Regions from separate parts of the Rattus norvegicus genome. Here region 1 is linked to region 2. Evidence: chromatin contacts called from public Hi-C data. All regions are on one chromosome and are shown on one strand. The core of a region is the stretch at or near the end of the contact, and the rest is flanking DNA. Distances in the headings are between cores, read along the strand shown.

The links. Hi-C and Micro-C count contacts between places; a contact is called where the count stands out from the background.
Region 1: a contact with region 2 is called in a Hi-C map of liver, with 4 times the contacts expected there. The contact joins the promoter of Rxra here to the enhancer-like site in region 2. A contact is called at or near these places in 9 of 12 Hi-C or Micro-C datasets (the A7r5 cell line, the Rat2 cell line, Schwann cells and 5 more) and 1 of 1 datasets of contacts at active chromatin or transcription factors (oligodendrocytes).

The regions. Positions count from the first base shown.
Region 1 is chr3:31,385,566-31,389,432 of GRCr8, forward strand. It overlaps Rxra (retinoid X receptor alpha), which reads left to right and starts at 2,327. Exons shown (of 10, transcript NM_012805.3): 1 at 2,327-2,438. The coding sequence starts at 2,411.
Region 2 is chr3:31,265,676-31,269,712 of GRCr8, forward strand. No RefSeq gene overlaps it. Among named protein-coding and RNA genes, the nearest start is that of Trnaa-agc47, 23 kb to the left of the region's middle. Within about 2 kb of position 2,641, at least 5 of the 93 cell types and tissues checked have an H3K27ac peak or open chromatin away from gene starts, as enhancers often do. A contact at or near this core is called in liver, where this site is marked.

The DNA.
Region 1 (3,867 bases), core at 1,077-3,576, 120 kb after region 2:
TGTTGATGGTGCTTTGGTTTGGCCTGTACTGCTTTGTCCTGAACTATGGCTTCGGCAGCCATAGCATAGCCACTCTTGTCTGTGACTCTTCCCTGTCTTTGACAAGGTATCTACTGCCTGGTGAGCCTCCTCTTGGCCAAACAGTCTCTATATTGCCTGGTTAGTCGTTTCAGTGATCCAGGATGGAGGATGGAACTGTCTGCATTTTACATGTCAGGGAAGTGAGGGCAAAAGCGGAGTGGCCTGGCTCGGGCCACTGAAGAGTTGCGAGACAGAGCTGGGTTGTGCTCTTGCCTTGCCCGTCTTGCCCATCCCTTCCGAGGAGAACCCAGGGTCAAGCCTTCAGTAGACCCCGCTGATGTTTATCGATAGAATGAATGGCCCACAATACTGGAGAACAGGGATCATTGAAGTTTCTCTATGCACCCCCAGAGGCCTTTCCTCATCCTTTCTGTTCTGAAACTTAGTGTGGGCAGGCTGTCCGCAGCCTCCAGATTTCACTGGCCAGGGTAGAAGGGTGGTCCTTTATTGTTGGCCATCACGTGTGGCCCTGGCGAGGCTGGCCCGGAGTTTGAAGAACAGGTCTCAGCTCTACTGTGATTACACCTCCTCAGGTAAGGCTTCTACTATCCTAGCTGCTCTCTGGCCTTGCTGTTGACACAGGGAGTTAGTTCTGCCCACTCACTGCCTGCCAGGGATTATCAAGAGGATTCTTCTTGTCAAGGAAGGAATCTTGGGGACTTCCCCCCATGGTCAGTGGGTCCAATGGAGCTGTGCTGTCTGATGCAGGCGCTACTAGAAGCACCCCAAGTTGCGCGCCACACTAAGGAACCGCCCAGTTGATGGGCCAGGCCTGGGAAAGGAGCCTGATTTGTAGCACAATCCAGGGCATTAGTCTCCCCCCTCCGTTTTGTTTCCCAGACCCCATAGGAGGCCCAGAGATGGCCTTCTTTTGAGACAGGTCTATGGTTTTTCTGGGAGCATCTTTAAGAGAGTCCCACAACGATTTCTCTTTACCGAGAAAACGTGCAGTCCTGGAGGGTGGCGGTAGTGCACCCACGCAGGGCTTTCTTTTTTGTCTTGAGGGGACTCTTTGGGCAGCCCCCCACTCTGTGCAGCCTGTAGACTTTGGTAAACCCCTCTGCTAGGGCCTCCACGCTGGATTTTGGTCTGGCAAGCCCCAGCTGGGAGTGGAGGGAGGCGGGACTGCCGGTTGCCTGGCTTGGCACAGGGGGAACATTGCGCTTAGGGAGGCTGGCTTGGCTCCACTCAGGTAGCTCACACCCAAATCCGAATTCCAGCTGCCCAAGTCGGCGGGCGGGTTGCGGAGGAGGCCCAGGCTCTCCCTGGGTAGGAGTGCTTCCTTTCGTTTTTAAACAAACAAATCATGAATTTAAGTCAGGGCAGAGAGCTGCCCAAGGTATAAAAATAGCCTAGGGTCACGGGCGATGTCCGAAGCGGGTAGCTGCGCCTTGGAGCGAGCCCCGCGCATCGGAGGAGGGTGGGAGCCGTCGAGTTAACGTGGGTATCCCGAGAAGACCCCCCCGCACCTCCCCTCCCCCGCCTGTCTGGCCTGCGGTCAGACACCAGGGACCTCTTTGGGCCTCTCGCGTGTTAGGTGGGAGGGGACTGGAGTGTCCAAAGGGCAGCAACTCCCTGCTCAGCTTCTTGCCTCTGGCTCACCGCCCCTCCCTGGCCTCAGTTTCCCCATGTGTCCACCGGGGTGCTCAGGGCCTCGACTCTCCTGCAGGGAGCTCTGAAGGACCAGGGTCCTCGCGCGGCTACGGCCGGCCTCTTTGTGTGTCCGTGCAGACAATGGCCCGGCCGCGGGGCTCTCCTCCGGGCCCGGCTCTCCTCCTTCTCCACCACCGCGGGCCGCCGGGTTTTTGGGCAGCCGAAGAGGGAAGGCTGCTTCACCCCGCCGCCCCGCCCACCTCCCACGCCGCCACCCCACGGCTCCCGGGAACCCTTGGCAGTCGCAAACTTGCAAGTTTGCAGGGCGCTCACAACTCGGGGCCGGGCTGCGAGCGCGGGGTGGCGGCGGCGGCGGCGGCGGGCGGGGCGCGCACCGGTTGCGGGCGGGGCGAGTGGCGGCGGCGGCGCTGCGCTGAGTCCGCGCCCGTCGCGGGCCCCCCGCCGCTCCCCCCGCTGCAGGCCGGGCCGGAGCGGGTCGCGGGCGCGCGGCGGAGGCGCGGGCGGCGGGTGCGCGCGCTGGGCGCGCGCAGGCACAAGTAGTTTACATTGTTGGGCGACTTTTGCAACAACTCGCCGCGCCGCGGCCTCCGCGCGCCGCCGCCGCCGCTGCCGCCGCCGGCTCCCCGCCGCCCGGGCCCCGGGCGGGCCGCGCCGGGGGCCGCCGCGCTGCCGCCCTGCTGCTCCGCCGCCGGCTGGGCATGAGTTAGTAGCAGACATGGACACCAAACATTTCCTGCCGCTCGGTGAGTGCCGGCCGCGGCGGCGCGGGCGAGGGAGGGGGCCGGGGCTGGCGGGGCGGGGGCGCGTGCGCAACGCGCGCGGGGGGTCCGGCCGGGCCCATTGGCCCCGCGCCGTGGCGGTACCGAGAGTTAGCGCGCCGGGCTTGGGGAGGCGAGTGGGCACAGGGCAACTTTTCCTGGGCCCGGGCGCGCGGCGGGAGAGGGCGAGGACGCCGGGCCTCTGACTTGCCGAGGAGCAGGAGTGGGCGGCGGGGCTGGCGCGAGCGCAGGTTCGCTCGGGACGTGGAGAGGGTCCCTCACGCTGAGCCTCGCGCTTCCGCGGACCCCCGGGGCGCCCAGCCCCAGCTGCCCGGGAATCCGGCCACGCCGGAGGAGCAACTTCTGCGCTTGCTGGAGGGCTCTGGGCCTCCCTGGCATTGGGATGGGGACGACGCGCTGGGCTCCGGGAGGCCACTGCTCTTCCCAGCTCGTCGGGCTGCCGCTTGGAGAAGGCCGCTGGCCCCTGGCAGTCTCGTTGCCCAGGACGGAGTCTGCGATCTTGCCGTTCTCCGACAGCAGACCAAACCTAGGTGGGCAGGGTCACTCAGGGGGTCTCTGATCAGGAGCATTAAACCCAGAACTGGGGCCCCACGCTCTGGCACCCCTAGTTGTTCTTCTCAGTATTTAGGGGAAGACAGCCCATCGGCAGAAGGATCGTTTTCTTGTCCTGCAACCCTCCCGCCAGCAGCACCCAACCCCAAACAGCTTGCCAACTCTAGGAGTAGAACCAAGCAGGGTCATTGCTCTCCCTGGGGTTTTGGGAGCCAGAGGGAAGCAGGGTAGGGAGACTTTATAAATGAGCTCCGGGAAAGATATTAATTTGGTGGTGAGGACGGCAGCCAGGCTGTCAGGCTAGTGAAGAATTTGTGCTGAATGGAAATCAGGACAGCTGATTATGGACGAAGCTCCATGATGATCATTGCCTCTCTGCCTGCCCACCCCCTATGAGGTTTGGGGGTGCATTTTGTTTACGATGACGGGTGATCAGAACCCAGCGAGTCTGCCAGGACTTTTGGTGATTTGGGGAGGTCGCACAGACAGGTCTGCTGCAGAGTGACCCGGGTAGTGCCAGGAGCCTGTCAAAGCTTCAGACTCTTCATCCTCATAAGTAGTGATGGGGACGGTGGCGGTGGCGGCACACCTGAGCGTGGGGGTTTAGCTCCCAGGCTGTAAACTCCTGTCCATGCTGCAGTTGAGAAACTGACTGGGAAAGGCCTCACTTAGAGAGTACAAATGGTGAATTTGGCATTGGAACCCCCTGCCAAAGTCAGCCGACAAGAAAGCTTTTGTTGCTGTGGGGCCTGGTGTGTGTGTGTGTGTGTGTGTGTGTGTGTGTGTGTGTGTGTGTGTGTGGTGGGGCTCCTGAGATGTCTCTCTCCTCCACCCAAGTCTT
Region 2 (4,037 bases), core at 1,391-3,890:
CCAGCAACCACATGGTGGCTCACAACCATCTGTAGTGGGATCTGGTGTGTCTGAAGACAGCAACAGTGTACTTACTCATATAAATAAAATAAATCTTTATAAAAAAAAGTATTTAAGACATTAGATAAGGCCAGACCTATGGGTTTAGAGATTGGTTCAACTAGTTGGAAAGGGAAACTACTTTAACAGTTAAAGTTAGACTCTGTTCATTAAGTTCAAAGCTTTCATTCATAAAATCAATTAACAATGTAGACTGCCCATCTGTCTCTGAGGACACTGTCAGCTAGTCAGCACCCTAAATTCTCCCAGAGTCAGCTCATTTTACGACTCTTTGAGTCTGGCGTCCTTATGGTCACCAAACCCCTGTATGTGGTGTTTGTTTGTTTGTTTCTTTGCTTTTGTTTTCTGAGATGGGGCTTCTTTGTATAGCCCTGGTCATCCTGGACCAGGCTGGCCTGGAACACGGAGATTCCTCTGCTGATAGGTCCCATGTTATATTGTTATTGACCTTATGCCCATCTTGACATATGTGGGGAGACCACAGTGCTCCTCACTGATGTTGGGGAACCCCTGGAAAAATGACTTCCCACAGTCATGCTAAGAGCAGTGTCTTCTGGACCATGCCGCACAGATGAGAGACATCCTGGAACAAATTTAGTGTAACATTCCAGTCTCTTTGAGGGGTCACACTTTCCTCTGTGACCCCACACAGTTCGAGGCTTCAACTTTGTGCCACTCACCCCGTGGGCCATGTCTTTGCCAACCAGCTGAACTGAGCTTCTCTCCCTGCTCTACCAAAATCTGCTTAGCATTATCATAAGCCAGCAAATCCAGCCTATCCAGTTTGATTCCTCTGCAGTTATGCCACATGTTTAATGGTGCATTGGAGGCAAGGCCATTCAGGTGAGGAAGCTCTTTCAGCCTCTTCCAGCTTGCACTTTTGGGAGTCTGGATTTCCCAGATCTCAGATGCAGTTTCTGCTCTTGATCTGGAGGAAGTTCCACCATTCTCCACGCGGAGGCGGGCTTGCACCACTCAGGGTGCAGGGGCTCTGGAAAAGCCAAAAAAGTTTTCGCTCCCCACCTTGGAGCCTCAGACCTTGGGCAGGGCTGCTTTTGTTAACTTCCACTTCTCTTTGGCTTGGACACGTTGCCCACTCAGACTGGGGTTTGTTTCTTTCTTCCCAAAGGGACTGATCAGAGAAGTATATAATGTGGACTTGGTTCTGGGGCAGGCTCGGGAGGCCCAGCTATGACTGCCCTATTTCCAGATGGAGAAACTAAAACTTGGAATGCTCACAGGGTGCTGGGGTGATGACACCGGCCACTCTTGGGGTGTTCTGATTTTGTTCTAGCACCTTGGCTGACAAGCACAAACTGAACTGGGGTCTACAGCCCCAAAGGACTCTGGGATGCTAGGGAATACCCTGGGCTTGTGACTTGGTGTGTAGTTATGTTTTGGGTCTCCAGTAAGTGCTGTGGTGGACCAGCTTCTGCCCATTGCATATGTACTGTGCATATATGCAATTCCCATGTGTGATGATTAATGTTGACTGTCAGGTTGACAGGATCCAGTGTCACTTATGAGACAAACCTCTAGACATGTCCTCAAGGAATTTTCTAGATTGTGCTTCTCCAGGTAGGAAAACCCCTACCCCCGAAACTGGCCAGTACCATTTCATGGGCTGGGGTTTTATTCTGAATAAGAAGAAAGTGGGCTGAGTACCAGCATTCATCTGTCTCTGCTTCCTCAGCATGGATGCCACATGACTAGTTTCCTCAGGCCCCTGTAGCCACATCTTCCCCACTCTGGTGATGTGAACCCCTCTCCCCCTCCCTTCTTTGAGTTCCTTTTGTCAGGTGTTTTGTTAAATAGCAACAAGGAAAATAACAATTTTTTCCTACCACCCAGGAGACAAATGGAAGCATGGGTGAAGAGCCCAAGCCAGTCACCAGATTCTCTGAGGGACATAGTTTGTATTTCTGTAAACCTGATCATCTGTTTTTGTGAATGGCCTGGGAAAGATACAACCAACCAGTCAGTGGCTTTGAAGGCTCAGCCGAGTCCCCACAGGGGACAAAGGGCTGGGCTAGAGGTTTGTGGTATGTACGACTGGCTCAGGTGGCTTAACAGGACCTTGTCTGTGGACACCTCTGACTGTACCAGCACTTCGCAGACAGGCTACTGCTTAGACTCTGGGTTGATTTTTCTGTGTCTCAATGAGACTGGTGTCAGTTTTAAAGTAGCTGCCGTCTGCTGGAGCCCGAGTTCTGGCAATTAGCTTCTTATTTCTCACGGCAGAGAATGACTGAGGCCAAGCTCTCTCTGGGAGATGCCCCCACAAGTGACCAAGGCTGACTCCCTCTGGGGGATGCCCTTGTGCTTCTAGTTTAGCAGGCCTTGGATGGTTTCCTGCTTTTGTGGGGAGGTGAATGACTATCCAGTGGGGTGAGCCTTCTCCTTGGGGCCCTCTATTAATAAAACAACAACTGACCCCCGGACGTGCAGGCAAATGAGGGGACACAGTATTCCCAGGGTCGGCGTTGGTCCAAAGACCTTTCGTGCCTGACCCAGCCGCCTCTGGAGTGCTCCCATCCTGCTCTGGCCCCTTGGCTGAAGGACCGGAAGTTCTGCATGGTCCAAGCTGGGGCTGCTCTTCCTCCAATATATAAATAACCCACTACCAGCTCCCTGGGAGAGTCCTAAGGGCCCGAAGGAGGGAGGGACAGGGTCCCAGGCCCTTGAGACCAGGCATGACTCAGATAAAGTCATCTGCTTTCCAGGTTGTTACAGAACCTTCTTGGTCTACCCTGGTGCTGTGCTGTTTGCAGAACCCAGAGGCAGCCTAGATGAGGGCGCTTGCTCTGTTTCTCTCATTCAGTCGTTTTTGTGGAATCAGTGGCTATTGGCTGGGACAGACATGGAGACAATTTTCTCCTGGCTCTGGAAGCCTAGCTGTGCTGGAGAGGTGGACGACTGAAAGCCAGGGCAGGGACCAAATTTCTATCATCCATCTAGAGCAGTGGTTCTCAACCTTTTAATGCTGTGACCCTTTACAACAGTTTTTCATGTTGTGGGGACCCCAACCATAAAATTATGTCCATTGCTACTTTGTAACTGTAATATTGCTACTGTTGTAAATCATTATGTAAATATCTGTGTTTTCTGATGATCTCGGGTGACTCTAAGATCCCGTAAAATGGTCGTTTGACTCTCAGAGGGGTCCTAACCCTCAGGTTGAGAAGAACTCCTGATCTAGAAGAACACACAGTACTCTACTGAAGCTCTTCAAGAGAGACCCTCAGCCAGCTAGCCTGGTCCTTTTGGGTTCTCCTGAGTACCCCGGTCCTGACTTGGTGACTCTGACTTTGTCCTGTGGTCCCTGGTAGCCTCTGCTGTTTCTGTTGAACTGGGGCCTGTCTTTATGTCTGCTCCCTTCCAGCACCACACTCACTGAACCACAGGGGAAGAGTCAGCCAGACTGACTGTATGCGCTACAGGCTGCACGGGGTTCTAGGATACCTACAGTCACCGGCCACAGATGAACACTGGGGTGCTCGGAAACTAGAAGTGAAGACAAAATGGTCCTGACTCTGTCCATCTAAGCTTTCCTGTCTGGAACTGTGGGCCCAGGCCAAGGTTCAGGACACCACATCCAGGCTGGGTCCCTGTTTTACTTGGAGCAAATAAAGGTTTCTGTGCAGCCTGATACTGCATCACTGAAGTTCCATGAACTGAAACTGGGCTGTTCAAAACAAAGCTGCCTGTTCTGGAGGTCAATATCAAGGCATGGGGGACATGGAGTGGGGGACTGGTGCTGACCCTTCCCAAGGCTCTTAGAGGGGTGGTTCCTCCTGTCTCCCAGATACTCCTAGGATTGAGAATGTATTATTAAATTTCTTTTTCCTTCTCTTAAGGTTTCTTGATTCCCTGTGTGTTCACACAGAACTCCTATAATGGCACTTGTCATTTGATTTAAGGCCTTTAATCTACTGATCCCCATTCACATTTGCAAAGTATCGTTTTCCAAACAAGGG